Linked DNA regions of Mus musculus: regions 2 and 3 are each linked to region 1. The links are chromatin contacts, called in public promoter capture Hi-C maps. All regions are on one chromosome and are shown on one strand. The core of a region is the stretch at or near the end of the contact, and the rest is flanking DNA. Distances in the headings are between cores, read along the strand shown. Region 1 holds the start of Tmem70 (transmembrane protein 70). Region 2 has its middle 42 kb from the start of Sbspon. Region 3 overlaps Terf1 (telomeric repeat binding factor 1).

What was found. Promoter capture Hi-C pulls out the DNA fragments that hold promoters and counts their contacts.
Region 2: a promoter capture Hi-C map of pre-B cells shows a contact between it and region 1. The contact joins the enhancer-like site here to the promoter of Tmem70 in region 1. A contact is called at or near these places in 4 of 39 promoter capture datasets (3T3-L1-derived adipocytes, the HPC-7 cell line, liver and 1 more) and 4 of 115 datasets of contacts at active chromatin or transcription factors (the 230-238 cell line, embryonic limb bud, large pre-B cells and 1 more).
Region 3: a promoter capture Hi-C map of liver shows a contact between it and region 1, with 2.9 times the contacts expected there. The contact joins the enhancer-like site here to the promoter of Tmem70 in region 1. A contact is called at or near these places in 7 of 39 promoter capture datasets (the C10 cell line, the HPC-7 cell line, HPC-7-derived erythroid cells and 4 more) and 5 of 115 datasets of contacts at active chromatin or transcription factors (the 230-238 cell line, embryonic limb bud, embryonic stem cells and 2 more).

What each region holds. Positions count from the first base shown.
Region 1 is chr1:16,663,803-16,666,802 of GRCm38.p6, forward strand. Tmem70 (transmembrane protein 70) reads left to right here and starts at 1,389. Exons shown (of 3, transcript NM_027415.2): 1 at 1,389-1,703. The coding sequence starts at 1,506.
Region 2 is chr1:15,848,867-15,851,856 of GRCm38.p6, forward strand. No RefSeq gene overlaps it. Among named protein-coding and RNA genes, the nearest start is that of Sbspon, 42 kb to the right of the region's middle. Within about 2 kb of position 1,390, at least 34 of the 459 cell types and tissues checked have an H3K27ac peak or open chromatin away from gene starts, as enhancers often do. A contact at or near this core is called in pre-B cells, where this site is marked.
Region 3 is chr1:15,831,771-15,834,586 of GRCm38.p6, forward strand. It overlaps Terf1 (telomeric repeat binding factor 1), which reads left to right. Exons shown (of 10, transcript NM_009352.3): 8 at 1,631-1,719. Among named protein-coding and RNA genes, the nearest start is that of Terf1, 28 kb to the left of the region's middle. Within about 2 kb of position 1,506, at least 2 of the 459 cell types and tissues checked have an H3K27ac peak or open chromatin away from gene starts, as enhancers often do. A contact at or near this core is called in liver, where this site is marked.

The DNA.
Region 1 (3,000 bases), core at 139-2,638:
TGTCTAAGTCCTGTGCAATAGGCACTAAGTATCATCTGCCTTTGGGAGAAAGGTATAGTGTTGATTCAAAAAACTCTCACCTCAATGGAGAGAAAAGAGAACTTATTCTAGAACCAAATGAGTGATCATGGCTTGGAAACACAGATTTATGTCACCCCCTGTCCCCATGTTCCATGTTTCAACATGGAAGTAGTTTCATGAAGCTTTTTTATAGTAACAGAACAAAGAAAATCATCAGTCAAGACAGGTTTCTACATTAGTGGGATGGTTAGGTACGTTTTTTAAAAGTGGGGAAACCTGTTTTAGGCTTCAGGTGCTATTTGACAGTACTCGGAAAACTAATACCCTGTGCATTCCAAATGAAAGCTTGAACTCGGTGTGTTCCAGCTGAAGGTCGTGAAGATGTTAGGTACACAGGAGGACAATACATTAAGGCTACTAAGAGATCTGCAAATGGCCCATGATAAATTGGCTCTGGATTTGCAACACTGTAGATTCTTCTATGTCAGTCCGTGCTAGGCAAGATACACTCCCCACCTTGGACATGATGGGGGCTTTGTTTGTTTGTTCCTTTGGTTTTTGTTTTTGTTTTTTTGTTTTTTTTCGAGACAGGGTTTCTCTGTATAGCCCTGGCTGTCCTGGAACTCACTCTGTAGACCAGGCTGGCCTCGAACTCAGAAATCCGCCTGCCTCTGCCTCCCGAGTGCTGGGATTAAAGGCGTACGCCACCACACCCAGCTCGGATACGACGTTTTTAATGGGGAAAAAAAAAAATCTGTCAACAAAATCGAAAATTATGTGAAAAAATTCCATTTTCTCCTATCTCAGTGGTGGAATTAAGTTAAATCATTAAATCTTTTTTTTTTTTTTTTTCCCCCGAGACAGGGTTTTTCTGTGTAGCCCTGGCTGTCCTGGAACTCACTCTGTAGACCAGGCTGGCCTCGAACTCAGAAATGCGCCTGTCTCTGTCTCCCAAGTGCTGGGACTAAATCATTCATTCATTTTGTTAATATCATATCATAGCATACAAAGTATTTAAACATTATAACATTAAGTACCTTAAACTACATTCCTTTTGGGCTGATATGCTACAATTACTTCTGCGAAGCTAAATCATTTTCCCAAACCAGTTTTAGGACCTATAAAGTGACTTTCATGAGAACGAAGTATTTAACTAGGCTTCTGGTCACTGTCTTTTTCACATGCCTACACACTCTGTCCTTGCACACGGTCAAAAGCCGACCAAATACTAGGAATTCGGTTGAAGCCCATCATCTTAAGCAGGGAGTTGGGGTTTTGGGTCATTTGCTGCCTGGAACCCACCAGGTGGAGAAGGTTGCAGGCCGGCCGCATTTTCTGCGCACGCGCGCGCACCAATCCGGCCGCGTGTTCCGTTTAAGGGGCGGAGCCTCATCGCTCTTGTGGGGGCCACTGTCGAGCGGAGTCGCTTTTGGGTGTCCTTGGCCGCAGCTGGAAACTGACGGCCACCTTCTCCAACTCGCAGCATGCTGTTGGGGTTGGGCGGCCGGTGGGCAGCGGGCCTATGGCCGGGCCGGACGAGGACGACGTGGTGTGTGGCCGCCGCGCTCCGAGGTTCCGGGATCGCTTTCTGGCGTGCGGCCTCGCTAGCCGAGCCAGAGCGGCTCCGGAGCGGCGGGCATCTAGCGCTAGCCGAGTCTTGCGGGCCACCCGGGCGAGCGCAGGTCGGCTGTTCGTAGGCTGTGGTGGTGGGGAGCGGGCGCAGCATGGGGTCTGGGAACTCCAGTGCTGAGGGGACACTCCCGGTGCGGGCCTGGGAGGAGCAGGCCTCGACCTCGGGGTCCGCAGCTGCTGTCAATCCAGGGATTGATTCTCCTTTCGAAGGCTATTAAAGCACCACAAATGGTTCTTTTTGTTGTTTTTCAGAGACAGGATGTCCCAGTTTTGTAGACTCACCTGTCCTGAATTCGCTATATAGACCCGGTTGTCCTCGAAATCAGAGACTCGCCTACCTATTGACTTCCCATTCTAGGATTAAAGATTTGCTCTGCTGCGCAGGGACTTATTTCTTACTCTAGAGCTAAAGGTCAGAAGGGCGCTAAGTGCTAAGAAATTGATGCAGCACGTGGAGCTAGCCTCCTAAGTTGTGTTACTTGTCCGTTTTTAGGAATTTCTTTGATTACGGAGTGAAAGGTGGGGTGTGGATGTTATTGAACAAAGTACGTAGTATGTTAAACTATACTATAAAATGTAAGAATTTTGTGGGTTTTCGAGACAGGGTTTCTCATGTGTAGTCTTGGCTAACCTGGGACTTGCTCTGTAGACCAAGCTGGCCTTGAACTCAGATATCCCCTGCCACTGCCTCCAGAGTGCTGGGATTAAAGGTGTAGCTCGGCAAGAATTTTATGTATATTAAGCTACATTGTAATATATAAGAATTTTAAAAACTTTTAAGAAATGCTGAAAGTGGTAATTGAATTATTTGTTGTTAGTTGCTTGTGGGTGGGTTTCCCTGTGTAGCCCTGGCTGATCTGTTGACCAGGCTGGTGCTGGCTTCAAACTCACAGATAAAAGGTGTGTGCTATAGCCAAGGGTCTCGAGATATTGGACTCTTAACTGAATTTCAACACAAATTAGGCATACTTTTTACATTTTTAAATGTGAGCAATGTGAAATTCATTTTTAGATGCTCATTTATACATACTTGGGAAACTCCTGTTTCATATAGCTTTCAAGCAGTTTTTCAAGCAAGCTTTCTTGCTAAGAGATAGAAGGCCCAGGGTATGGTAGTGGCACAGACTTAAAGTCCCAGTGTTAGCTCTGGAGGCTCAGACAGAGGATCAGCATGAGCTTCATGGTCAGTTGGAGGCCAACATGGACCACATTGATGACTGGACTTGATCTTCAAAACAAAATGGGGTACAAGGTATATGCAAGGCTTTCAGGGAGACAGCCTTAAAAATGCTAGTTATTCATGTAACTAGTTCCTAAGTACTAACCACAGGGGTGGTAGGAGAAGCC
Region 2 (2,990 bases), core at 140-2,639, 810 kb before region 1:
GTGCAGTGTTCTTTGCAGATGTCTATTTCACAATGTGGAGCACCTCTTCCCTTCTCAGATCCCAGTGAGCAGTGACATCAAGTGGCTGTTGTCAGCCTTTCTCCCGCTACCAGGTATTCTGAAAAGCCGATAGGGAATAGCAATCCTGTGATGAATAGTTTTGTGGAGAACTTAGGTGTTGTGAACTTGAAATTCTGAATAGGAAGGAGGTTACAAGTATGTTTAACACTTTAATCTCAGGGAACTGAACTCTTAAGACTGTTATAGATCACATACTGTGTGTGTGCAGGCACAGCAGGAGATCAAAAGTAAGGTTGTAGGTCAACGTCCCCAAGCCTCTTAAAACTCCCACGGCTTCATGTCTATAATCCCAGCTCTTGGGAAGCTGAAGTAGGAGGACCGCCATGAATTCATGGCTAGCCTGGCTGTGTAACATGAACTGGCCCCATTGTGTATTCCCAGATCATTCCTCACATGAATTATTTATTATTTTTTTTAAGACTCCTGAATGGCACTTAATGAAGGGCTCATTCCGTGTTCCTCAGCCATCCTCCATCAAGGTTTTACTCCGCAGCTGTTAGGTACCTGTTTGGGGAGTCTTCCTTCTTCCTCACCTCCTTCTGAATAGCCTACTTATGTCTTCTCCATTCTGTGGCCACTTAACCTTGGCTGAAGTGATCACAACTCTCCTACTCCTGCATGACTCCTCACTCCCTCTCCTCCTCGACTTTATTCCATTTAATTCTTGCTGTATTTGTTTATTCTGCAGGCCAGTTAGCCTCAAACTTCAGACTCTGGAGTACCAGGGTTACAAATGTAAGTAGCACACTAGGCAGGCCCGTCCCTTTAATTGGTTCGTTGACATTGACAGTTTATTGGTTGACTGAGTTGGTTTTAGTTTACCATTCAGTCTAACAATCTTTTGAGTATTTTTGATTCTTTACATATAGGTTGATGCTGAACAAAATAAAACTAGCCAGAAACCAAAATGGTGGCTCTCTCCTTATAACCAGATCTGAAGCAAGGGAGCCAGCTTGTGCTGCAGTGTAAGGCCTGTCTCAGAACAGTGATAGAGAGATGACTCAGAAGTTAAAAGCTCTAGCTTTGTTTCCCCCCAGAGGACCCATACTTGATTCCCAGGATCCACGTGGTGTCTAACAACCGTCTATAACTTCAGTTCTAGAGTATCTGACCATCTTCTGACGTTTGTGGCCACTGTGTGCACATGGTAAAGACAAACATGCAAGCAAAATAACTATACATATAGAATAATTTTTTAAAATTAAAAGCTAGGACTGGAGAGCTGACTCGGTGGTTAAGAACATAACGGTCCTTGCAGAAGACCTGAGTTCAATTTCTAACTTCCAGTGGTTTACCACGTCCTGTAACTCCAACTGTAAGGGATCTGTTGATTTTGGCTTCTGCTGGCACCTGCACTCAAATGCACATACCAACACACATAAACTCAGACACATAATTGAAAATAAAAAACATTTAAAAAGAAAACCAACACATTGCGATTGTGAATTGCAGTAGATCCTGGGGTTATGGTTAAGTCATAAAAATGTAATGCAGTGGGGCTGGAGACAGCTCCGAAGTGAAGAGCACTAACTGCTCTTCCAGAGGTCCTGAGTTCATTTCCCAGCAACCACATGGTGGCTCACAACCATCTGTAATGGGCATCCGATGCCTTCTTCTGGTGTGTCTGAAGACAGCCACAGTATACCGACATACATAAAATAATTAAATGAATCTTTTAAAAAAAAAAAAAAGGTAATTCTGTAATGCAGGATAAAGGACACAAGAATCTGTAGTCAAGACAGGCCTTGAACCTGTGAGCCTTCTGCCTCAGATTTCCCAGTAGCTGGAATTACAGGTCTCTGCCACCATGCCCAGCCCATGTCACAAAATTGATAAAATTAAAAAAGAAAAAAAGTATTATTATGTTGCTGTGGCTTCCTTGAGAAATGCCCCTGGAGACTCTTGTGTTTGAGCCTTCACTTGGTGGCAATGGTTTTGGGAGGTTATGAAACAGTGAGGAGGTGGAGTCTCACTAAAGGAAGTGAGACACTAAAAGCAGGCTTTGAGGTTTTTATAGCCTGGCTTAAACCACACACACATCCACACCATCACAGATGGCATCCCTTCATACTCCATAGCCAAAATAAACCTTTCCTCGCTTAAACCTGCTTCCAGGAATGCATTTGGTTACAGTGAAGAGTAATATATTTTGACTAAAGACTTTATCCCACAGGCTCACGTTCTAGTAATTTAGGTGTAGTGGTAGTTGGCTATACCATTGCACAAAAGAGCACCCACTCAGGAGCTATCTAGATTCACAAATGAAAGATACACACATGCCAGTAAATTTTAATATGCCTTGATTCATTCAAAGGCTGGCAGTTCCAATTCTCGGCCCATCATACATTTTCCTCTAGTACTCCTGGCTCAACACTTTATAAACCTATGTTTTATCGTTGCTGCCAAGACATCTCTAGGGGCCACATTCCTTCTCACCTACATTTCAGATGATTTTCCTTCTGTAGCTATAAATCTGATCCCTCCAAATCATGGTGATTCTCCTCCTTTCTCCCAGTTCCTAGCCCTCACAAACCTAAAGGTCCCATTTCAGTCTACCTGCCCAGCCATTGGCTGTTGGCTCTTTATTGATCAATCAAAAACCCATTAGGAACAAGGACCTTTGGTGTTTGGACACGAAGATTCTGGGTTTCAGAGACCCAGATTGACTCAAAAGCATTAGAGTCAGTCCCCAACATTAGGTTTTCAGCAGACAGGGCTGTTAGGGAGGTGGTGATGATGTTAGGAAGTGGGGCATAACTGGAGGAAGCAGGCTCTTGGGACTAAGCCTGCAAAGGTTATAGCTAATTCCTAGTCCCTCCTTCCCTCTCTACTCCTTGTCCATGAGTTGAGCAGCCTGTGGCACAAGCTGTCATTGGGGCCAGGCAGTGGTGGTGCACACCTTTAATCCC
Region 3 (2,816 bases), core at 256-2,755, 830 kb before region 1:
ATAGGTGATCAGACTAACAAATAAGAAACACATGAGCTTGTTCAGGTATTCTGTCAAAAAAACAAAGATTCACTGCTAGAACAGGAAAGGATTCGAAGCTACAATTTTTGATGAGTGTCCCACTTTCCAATTATACAGTAGATCAGAAAATTTTCTGATCTACTATAAATGCAGTAAGAAACAACTTTAACATGTCCAAAACCCAGAAAGTCTTTGTAAATGACTGCAGAAATAGATCAGTTGGGTTGCAGGCTGGGTATGGGTATGTGGAAGAGATTACTGGATAGGACTTTAGAATCCAAGATGTTATATGATTTGTTCACAAAAGTCTCTGTATATATACCTGGGCAGAAGGGGGAACAGGGTCTCAGTATGTAGCCCTGGCTATCTGGAACTTACCGTGTAGGCCATGCTGGCTTCAAACTTGCATTGATCATCCTGCCTTAACCTGCTAAGATTATAAGCATGTACCACCATAAGAAAGATAATGAGTGATGGGAAGTTCTTGGAAAGACAATTGTCAATGAAGAATGGTAGAAGGAGATATAGCTAAGATTTCTGTGGAAGTAGGAGTGGAAGTCATTTGGGAAGTAAAAACTATTGGAGTTGGTGCTAGAGCTTAGTGATAGAGCCCTTGCTTGTGTGAGGAGGACCTGGGTTCAGTGTCCAGCACTGTAAAAACAAACCCTGTAGTGAAGACCCATCATTGGAACCCTGTGACTTATGGGGCTTGGAAATTTAGCTTTCCTTTTGGATAAGGTCAGAAGGAGAGGAATATTGTCCTAAGGTAGAACCTGCATAGGGTCAATAGACAGAGATGAAGACACTACAATAGAGTATTTTAGGAGAGAGGAAAGGTAAGAAAGGATTTGCTAGTTGTAGAGTATTTTTGTGGCTAAAAGCATAGCTAAAATGTAAATATATTAGGTGAGGGTAACATACCTACCTAAGTTCAAGCACATTGATTTTTTTAGGTTCTATTTTGCTTCTGTATAAAATTAGAATGATGCAAGGCTGAAGAGAAAATTGAACGGTTGAGAGAGAAAACACTGGCTGCTTTTTCAGAGAACCCAGATTCAATTCCCAGCAACCACATGGCAGCTCACACCTGTCTAACTTCAGTTCCAGGGCATCTGACATCCTCATACATCATTCTGACAAAACACAAATGAACACAAAATAAAAATAAATTATAAAAGAAAATTAGAATAATGTTAGCTTTGCAGGACTGTTAAAAAACATGCCACATTCATTATTTCCAGCATATAACCTTAACTTCAAAAAAAAGAAAAAATGTCTTCAAATCTATAAAGTAAGGGCGCTAACATTAGATAAAGAAATTTTGAAAATTTTTCTGTAGAAAATGATTTAGAAGCCACAGAAAAAAAGAAAAATAAATGTATGTGGTTTGGAAAACTGATACAATCTTCATCTCTAAGTAGATAAGCTGTAGAAAGATAAAACAAATGGAAATTTCACAATAGAATTATTAAACATTAACATGGGTCACTAAGGAGAGCAATAAGAGAGACGGGCCAGTGTAGCAGATTCTGTAGCAAAGATGAAGACAGTTCCCACTGTCCCTTCACTAGTCTCCAGAGTCAGTCACAAGCTCTCGTGTTTCATCTAGGTCTCACAAGAACGCCTTATCGCAGTTAAAACACAGACGTGCTCCATCAGATTTCAGTAGGAACGAAGCAAGAACAGGAACTCTTCAGTGTGAGTACTGTTACTGGAGCTGTCCGCCCTTCCACTGCAGCACAAAAGGCTGCCTTAGAAAGCTAGCTGGTTTCCATAGTCCACTCTAATTTGTTGTCATGTCTTTGGCACTGTTTTTCTGCTCAGCTGTATTCAGCAACTTTAGACTTTGGAGTGATAAGTGTAATCAAAGCTCATTATTCACATTGACTAAGTGAATTCTGAGTTAGTACTTGAAGGGAAAATACAAAAGGTTAGGTTTTTATCAACTAATCAATACAGAGTCTGATTTTATGTTTGTTTCTGTTTAAAGATACTGTGGTGTTGGCTCATTAATATTGTCTTGTTGCCAGCACCAGTATAATATGTGTCTGAATAAAATAATATGTAACTCTTTAATATTGCCCTCTGATCTCCACAGGTACACATGCATATGCCCACACATAAATAAATGAATATAATTTTTAAAATTTGAATAAAGAATATGAAGTGCTTTGAAAATTGGCTATACTTGTGTCTGCAAATATACATTTAAACTTTAGAGATGACTTAGGCAAAAAAATCTGTCCTCAAAAGCCAGTCTTCTGTTTCTCCTAGTTACCTGTTAATGGCTTACCAACATAAATTAGAATAATTTTGTTCAGTTTGAAATCTAGCAGTGTAGTCTAGTCTTTTATCATTATTATTATTTATTTTTGTTTTTTTGAGACAGGGTTTCTTTCTCTGTGTAGCCCTGGCTGTCCTGGAACTCACTCAGTAGGCCAGACTGGTCTTGAACTCAGAAATCCACCTGCCTCTGCCTCACGAGTGCTGGGATTAAGGGCGTGCGTGTGCCACCACTGCCTGGCTGGAGTCTAGTCTTGTCTCAGACTTTTGATTCTCTTATTTAGCTTCCCGAGTTCTGGAGTTACTTGTGCATGGCTTCATGCCTAGTTCTTAGGTTGTATGTAGTCAGGGCTTGTAGCATGCTTTTCTTGATACAGAATCTACCTTGCTGAGTTAGATTTATTCTCTACGAACCCTTCCATCAGGCTTCCTGTTTCCTTGCATCTCCATTTTCCTTACTATTTTGTCTGGATTTTTTTAAGTCTATAATTTCTAAATTTCTTCAACACGAA